Linked DNA regions of Pan troglodytes: region 2 is linked to region 1. The links are chromatin contacts, called in public HiChIP or PLAC-seq maps. All regions are on one chromosome and are shown on one strand. The core of a region is the stretch at or near the end of the contact, and the rest is flanking DNA. Distances in the headings are between cores, read along the strand shown. Region 1 has its middle 76 kb from the start of MIR15A. Region 2 overlaps LOC104001837 (a long non-coding RNA gene).

What was found. HiChIP or PLAC-seq counts read pairs in DNA pulled down with a chosen protein or histone mark.
Region 2: a contact with region 1 is called in an H3K4me3 HiChIP or PLAC-seq map of stem cell-derived excitatory neurons, with 5 times the contacts expected there. The contact joins two enhancer-like sites. A contact is called at or near these places in 1 of 7 Hi-C or Micro-C datasets (stem cell-derived neural progenitor cells) and 1 of 1 datasets of contacts at active chromatin or transcription factors (stem cell-derived excitatory neurons).

Annotation. Positions count from the first base shown.
Region 1 is chr14:55,717,283-55,720,674 of NHGRI_mPanTro3-v2.0_pri, forward strand. No RefSeq gene overlaps it. Among named protein-coding and RNA genes, the nearest start is that of MIR15A, 76 kb to the left of the region's middle. Within about 2 kb of position 1,624, at least 18 of the 24 cell types and tissues checked have an H3K27ac peak or open chromatin away from gene starts, as enhancers often do. A contact at or near this core is called in stem cell-derived excitatory neurons and stem cell-derived neural progenitor cells, where this site is marked.
Region 2 is chr14:55,995,645-55,999,036 of NHGRI_mPanTro3-v2.0_pri, forward strand. All of the region lies in intron 3 of LOC104001837 (a long non-coding RNA gene), which reads left to right. Among named protein-coding and RNA genes, the nearest start is that of MIR15A, 350 kb to the left of the region's middle. Within about 2 kb of position 1,762, at least 14 of the 24 cell types and tissues checked have an H3K27ac peak or open chromatin away from gene starts, as enhancers often do. A contact at or near this core is called in stem cell-derived excitatory neurons and stem cell-derived neural progenitor cells, where this site is marked.

The DNA of each region.
Region 1 (3,392 bases), core at 374-2,873:
CCGGCGCCCCAGGGACGCGGGCGAGGCCGCGGTGTCCGGACCGAGTCGACAGCGTCGGACTTCCCGCGCGCGGACGGCGCTCTGGGGAAGGAGGAGCCGGCGGGCGGCTGGACCTGGCCTTGACTGCGCGGGGTCCGCCCCCGCCCCCTCGGGAGCGCAGAGTTGCGGGGGGCCGGCACCAGCCTCCGCCCTGCGCCGCCCGCTCACACAATGGGACGCGTCGGGAGGGGGCGGCCGCGGCTCCCATTCCGGTCCCAGGGCGGGGACTCCGGGCGGCGGGAGAAGCAGTCAGAGGCTGGGGCCAGAAGGAAAACCCCTCTCTCCCTCTGCCCACTCAAACTGCGAAAGGGCTCCAGCCGGCGGTGCCAGGGGCTGGGGAGCAGCTGGGGAGGGAGCGGAAGTGCCACCCCCTGCAGTCAAGGGTGGTGACGTCACCCCTGCAGCCAGCCTGTAGCGGGGGTGTCTGTACATCACATGACCCGGCCCCCCTCTCCCCGCCGAAGCCCGCGCGCGCGCTCTCTCCCCCAGCCCCGACTCCCACCTCTCCCCCGCCCCCTCTCCCCAACTTTCGCCCTCCCCGCTCCGGCACCGCTGTCAACAGCACCAGCTCCGCCCCCTCCCCGCGCCCTGTGGAACCGCCACGGCGGCGCGGCGGGCGCTCGCGCTCAGGTCCGAGGCTCCGAGAAGCGAGCGTGCCCCGGTTCCACCCTGCCCCCCAGCTCAGTGCTTGCTGGCTGCGTGGGCACCAGAGCCAGGGGGCACGGCGGCGTGCAGCGACAGCGCTTCTCTGCTCCATCCTCCCACAGCAGTTAGAGGACGAGGCTGAGGCGCCGGGTCCGAGCTCGGAGGGAGCGAGGCGCATGCAGCGGCCTCCGGGCCCTGACGCGTAGCCTCCGGGGGTCGGCCCACGGGCGAGAGAAGCAGCCGGGAGCCCCTCTCGACCCCAGCAAGGCGGCCCGCGCCTCCGCTCTCCCTACCGCCCGGGTGGCGCACGCCAGTCCTCCGTCTCTGGCTGCGGCGCAGGCACCGGCCATACGACGAGGGGCCAGGCGGGGACCGCCTCCTTGAGCCCCCTCGGCCACCCCTGCCGTGTGGACTGCTGGGGTTGCAGATTTGCTGGCTGTTGCTGCAGCGCCTCGTTCTATTTTTCCTCTCAGTTCCCTTCTAAAAGTGGAGGCTCGGGGGAGGAAAAAGAAAGCCCACAGTGTTGAAAGGGGCGGTACGGACTGACCTGTCAACGGCGGAGGAGGAAGACCCCCGTTCGGGGCGAGCTCTCGAGCCCGCGCAGGGATCGGAGCTCTGGGCTCGCGCGGAAAGGCGCGGCGGCAGCTGTGCCTCAGCCAGGTGTCCCCCCTCGGCGGGGCCCGCGCCGCCGCGCCCGCCCCCTCCCCCGGCGCCGCGCTCCCCGCCCCATCGCCGGGGACCAGGGAACCCCCCGGCTCGATTTTTTGTGCAGTTTCAGCAAAGCTCCGAGGAAGTTGGTCCTTTTGTTCCACTATTTATAGATTGCGTCAACATTGCGAAAAGGAGAAGGCGGAGCGGTGGCCCCTCCCCCTCCCCTCCCCCCGCCGGCTCCTGGGAGAGAAAAGCCCCAGCACACGACCTAAGTACACAGCGCGCCAGCCGCCCGCCCGCGGCCTTCTGCTCCCCGCTTCTTCCCCCTCCCAGCCGGGGCCCGAACGCTGCCAACCCCGTCACGTGCCCGCCCGGGAAAACCAGCTCCCCGGGGCTCCGCGCCGCCCGCCAGGCTTCGTGGCGGCGGCGGCGGCGGCGGCGGCGGCGGCGGCGGCAGCGGCCTCACCCAGCTCGTGGGCTCGGGCCGCGGCTCAGGCGTCACGCATAGCGTGGGCACCCACGCCCTCGCCACCCGACGAGGATCTCGGGCTCCGCGACTTGTGGGAGTGCTGCGGGGCGTCCCGCACTTCCGCCCTCTCTCGCCTCCGGCTCCCCAGTCGCCGCCCCGCTCGCCGAGTGTGCGCGCATTCGGGCCTCGCCTCGGAGCCGGGAGGCTGTCCTGTCCCCAGGCCCCTCGCGCGGCTGCTCTTCCAGGCATTGCGGTGCTAGCCCCCTCTCCCGCGCACGACTGGGGAGGGCAGAGGTGTGAGGGATGCGGGGGTGGCTCGCAGCCGTTCGCGGGCAGGCGGGCGGAGCGCGGGAAGCGCGGTGCGGGCGTTGCATGGCGCACCCAGACGCTCTCCCTCCTCCGCAGGTGCAGCGGGGCGTTGCGCGAGCTCGAGTCCCCCTTCCCGGACAGCTAGGGAGAAGGGAGTTTGCAGACCGGAGCTACAGTTGGAAGAATATAGTTTTTGAGAAGTTACTGGAAGTTAGATGTGAGACAAAAACAGACGAACTTTCCTTCAAAGCCTTATGACGAAATGATAGGCCTTGCCATACCCTTGAAATGAAACTGAGCTCCCTACCGGCCTAAAGCCTCTGTTCCTGAGCTTCATGTAAACAAGGAGGGCGGTAAACACCAGAGGAAGGCCTTACAACAATACCAAGTGCAAGTAGCTCATTTGAGTGTTATTTACCTTAGCAGCTTCCCTGAGTGATTTATGTTTATTGCAGTTTAACTTTACAGGGTGGGAATAAAATAATTTGGCTTCTCAGATCGCTGGCGGAAGAAACTAGAGCTGAGCTGGGACGAGGGCAAGAAGCGCGTCGGACCTTTCCTGGCAGCTGAACAGTGTGATGAACAGTCTGGAAGGGTTATGTTATTACTTAAGGGGTTTGGGGAAACCGTTCCCGCGCACAGACCCTCATTCGGGCCAACTGCAGGCCGTGGGGGACTCTTCAAGGACTCGCGCACCCCGAGCCGAGCTTCCTGGCTGGGCACTGGGCTCAGCCAGTGCTGAGAGCGCTTTCGCTGGGCCAGTCAAGACAGCAATAAGTTTGCCTCTATTTGGGAAACCTTTCCAGGCTTACCTGCCCTCTTTTAAGAGGCAGACTTTAGGTGGTGGGATCGTCAGCTGCCAATGTGTGCACTCGTTCTAAAGAAGGCGAGAGGAAGTAAAGCGAACCTGTGCAGTGTTTGCTGGGCTTCCAAAACGCGGAGCTTAGTCGACCCCCCAGCGAACCGGACGGCGCTTTGGTCCCCTCACACCTAACGGTACTCAGAGCCTGGTGCGGGAGCTGGCGCGCTCTCTCCTGGTTTCCTTCCAATTTAGGCAAAGGGCCTGGCCGCCCGTCTTCCTGCTTCTGCTGTGCCCTGCCACAGCACTCCTAAGACGGCGAATTCGTTTCTGCGCCAATTTTGTTTTGAATATCTACAAACCACTTTTCCTTGCATGAAGAAAACAAGGCAGGGCCCCCTGGCCTGTCCCACACCTGCGAGAGGCAGAGATACAGAGGCCTCGGGCCTCAGCCTTCATTTCCCCGCCCTAGCTTCGCGC
Region 2 (3,392 bases), core at 512-3,011, 280 kb after region 1:
GACCGAAGCCAGTCTGAGAACCACTTACTCCTGGTGGTTGGAATATAGAAAGTGACAGTAAGTTTTTAAAAACTTTTATGGTAATTTGACAGAGAAATTTTAAGTCATCTAGGCCTATATTTCATATGTCTTTAAAAGTCCAGGTGTGTTGTCATTTGTTTTATTTTCTATAATAAACTTTATTTTGGGAACAGTTTTAGATTTACAGAAACATTCAGAAGATAGTACAGAGAGTTCGCAGATACTCTGCAGTATCTTATAGGTAGTGTAAGACAGTAAAATTAATATATTACATTAGCTACAATTAGTGAACCAATACTGATACGTTATGATTCATTGAAATTCATACTTTATCCAGATATTCTTAGTTTTTAACTTAATGTCCTTTTTCTCTTTCAGAATCCTATCCAGCGATACCGTATTACCACTAATCATCATGTCTCTTCTTGATTGTGACAATTTCTCAGACTTTTCTTGGTTTCCATGACTTTGAAAGATTTGAAAATTATCAGGCAGGTGTTTTGTAGGATGTCCTTCAATTGGAATTTGCCTTTCTCATGATTAAACTGGGCTTATGGGTTTGGGGGAGGAAGACCAAAGAGCTGAAGTGCCATTTTCACCACATCATATCAAGGCTACATACTTTGCACAGGACTTATCACTGTTGTTGATGTTGACCTTGGTCGTCTGGCAGAGGCAGTCTTTGCCAGTTTTCTTTACTGTAAAGTTATCTTCTTCCCTGCCCCTACTTTCATACTATGCTCTTTTGAAGGCAGTTACTATGTGTAGGCCACACTTAGGGAGTGTGGAGTTGTAGTTTATTTTAGTGTACTTGACAAGAAATTGGTTTGTGATATATTGAAAGTGAAAATGGTCCTCCAACACTGCTCATTTGAGAAGCACTGCTCTAAAAACCCTGTGTAAGGGCACACAGAAGAAATGCTGGGACAGAGCCCAAGGCATCTTGGCTTCAGTCCCAGGTCCTGTCATTCCCCAGAGCCTAACTTGGGCATCCATCTAACTGTGGGGCCAATTTGGCTGGCTCTGTAACACCACAGACTACCCCCTAACTTTCCATGAATCTTAAGGAGTGCTTCAAGTCTTGGTGGACGTTTCTGGAATACTAGTTTCCTCAAACCTTGATGCATTCATTTGTCAGAGTTACTGTTTTAGGTCAGGTTCAATGGCAAATAGGTTCTGAGATGGAGATTTGTACACAGAAAATTCTTTTGGTGGGTGATAGGAGAAGGACAGGTCAGAAGGAGAAGTCAAACGTCAATGCAGTCCAAATAAAAGCCCCTGCCAATCTTACGGGGAGCTTTGGACCTGGGATGGCCGTTCAGAGTTGCTCTGAAATTAAGCAGAAAGATCAGCTTTGACTGCCCCCACCCCACCCCACCAAACCCACCCAACACATACACATTGACCAGGTACTGGATTGGATACTCTCTGTCTTTGGGAGGGAGGTGTCACTGGGAAACGTGGCCCCCTTAGCCCATGGACATAACTTAAAAAGGAACTCAGCTAAGCCACCAGAAGTCAACACCCCTGGCAGCTGGGGGATGAATACTTAGGACCTGATGAGAGATCTGGATGGCACCCTGCAGCACTTGCCACAGATACGATTACTGTTTTTAATTCTTTTGCCTTTGTCTTGTGTCTAGATTCCAAGAACCAGGAGGTTGTTTGCTGTACTCTCCCTTGTACAGTTAGCTGTCTCTAGTGCCTGAATGCACTAATTGTCCTTTGGGTATGGATGAGGTAATGAAGGAAAGGGATGCTGGGAAGAGAGGCCACATGAGAAGGTTAGTGTGGGTGTAAGACACAATGCAGAGGATTTGTATTTGTGCCATCTGCCTGCTTCTATGATTCATCTGGGTCTGTGCACCCTTGTAATCAGCAGGCTGCAGCAAACTAAGTGTTGCTTGCTAAAGAAAAATGAAAGCTGGAATTTCAGCAGGGAAGAAAGTATATGCCCCACCGTGATGAGTACAAACACACAGCATCAGGGAAGCCACACAGAATGAATCTCTGAGAAGATTGTTAGCATTTTCCCTCCACGCCCCAGGGGAAAAGGTGTAAGTAACAGAATTAGTCCAATTGGTCAAGAATTCATCTTTCTTGTCACTTGTCTCTTGTGGGAGTTCAAACTTGCTCAGTCCCATCCATTTTGATTGAGAGTGAAAAGAAGGACATTTTAATTTAAGAGCAGAAGATGGAACTTGAGGGCAGAACAAATTTGGCAAATGTAAATTCTTATCCAAAAAGCATGCTTCCTGTACTTGGCACCTTGTTTCCCCGATTCTGCCTGATGTCCATCTCTTTTTCTCATTGCAGTTTGAATTCAGGCATGTGTCTTTCCTCTCAGCTTCACCATGCATAAGGGGATACTTGGCACGAATGAGCTCATCCTGGCTGATAGGAAAATCTTATAATTAGGCAAAGAAACTCAAAAGAACTGAAGCCCTTTTTCCTCCATGAGCATCTTTCACTAACTGGCCTAGGAGTTGGTGCCTACCATTTGGATTATATGTAGCTATGGGGCAGGAAAGGGTTAAAGGATTTAGAAAGAATTGAAATAAAAATGAAAATTTTTTCCCTATTAAGATAGCAGAAGTTCGAATGTGAATCACTGTTTTGCATAATAAGCATGGCCATATAATAATAGCTAATATTGTTGAGTTCTTTCTTAGTGCTGGGCACTGTGCTAAGCACTTTATAGGGGTTATCTCATTTTATGTTCATCATGACTCAGTATTGTGGATATTATTACAACCCCTAAAGACAGATGATGAAACTAAGACTTGGAGAGGTTAGGCAAGTTGCCTAAGTGTGGAGATAAAATTCAAATCTAGGTACCAATGTTTTTGAACCACTCCTGTACTGCTTCAGTAGCTATGGGATGGGGATGGGGGAGTAGTTTGAATGGGAAAATAGGAAGTGTCCTCACATAGGCCTCCTAGGGAAAAGCCCTTCTGAAAAGCATCCTACTGTAAGTTTCCTTCTTGTAGCTTAGACCATTTCCTTTTGTGCTAACAAGAGAGACCAAAGGGACGGTTGAGATCTGAAACTTAAGTCAGAACCTTAAGATTGAATTTGGGACCTCTGATATTGACTCAGAGTCTGTGGCATGAAGATGATGACCAAGGCCATAGATTTGGATAAGATTGTTCCAAGAGGAAACGTGCAAAAAGGAGGTCAAAGAGTTCAGGCTGGATTTTTGGGAAGCCAACATTTAAATTAGGACATGTAGAGGAAAATAAGCCAATAGGAAAGTCCAGAAAGAAGAGTTAATCGTTCTGTGGTAATCCAGGAGAGGGAGGTGTGTCGCTATCCAGAGGCAATGAGGCAAAACTGTCAGCTTGGATGACATCTTGTCTTCTAAGACAGGG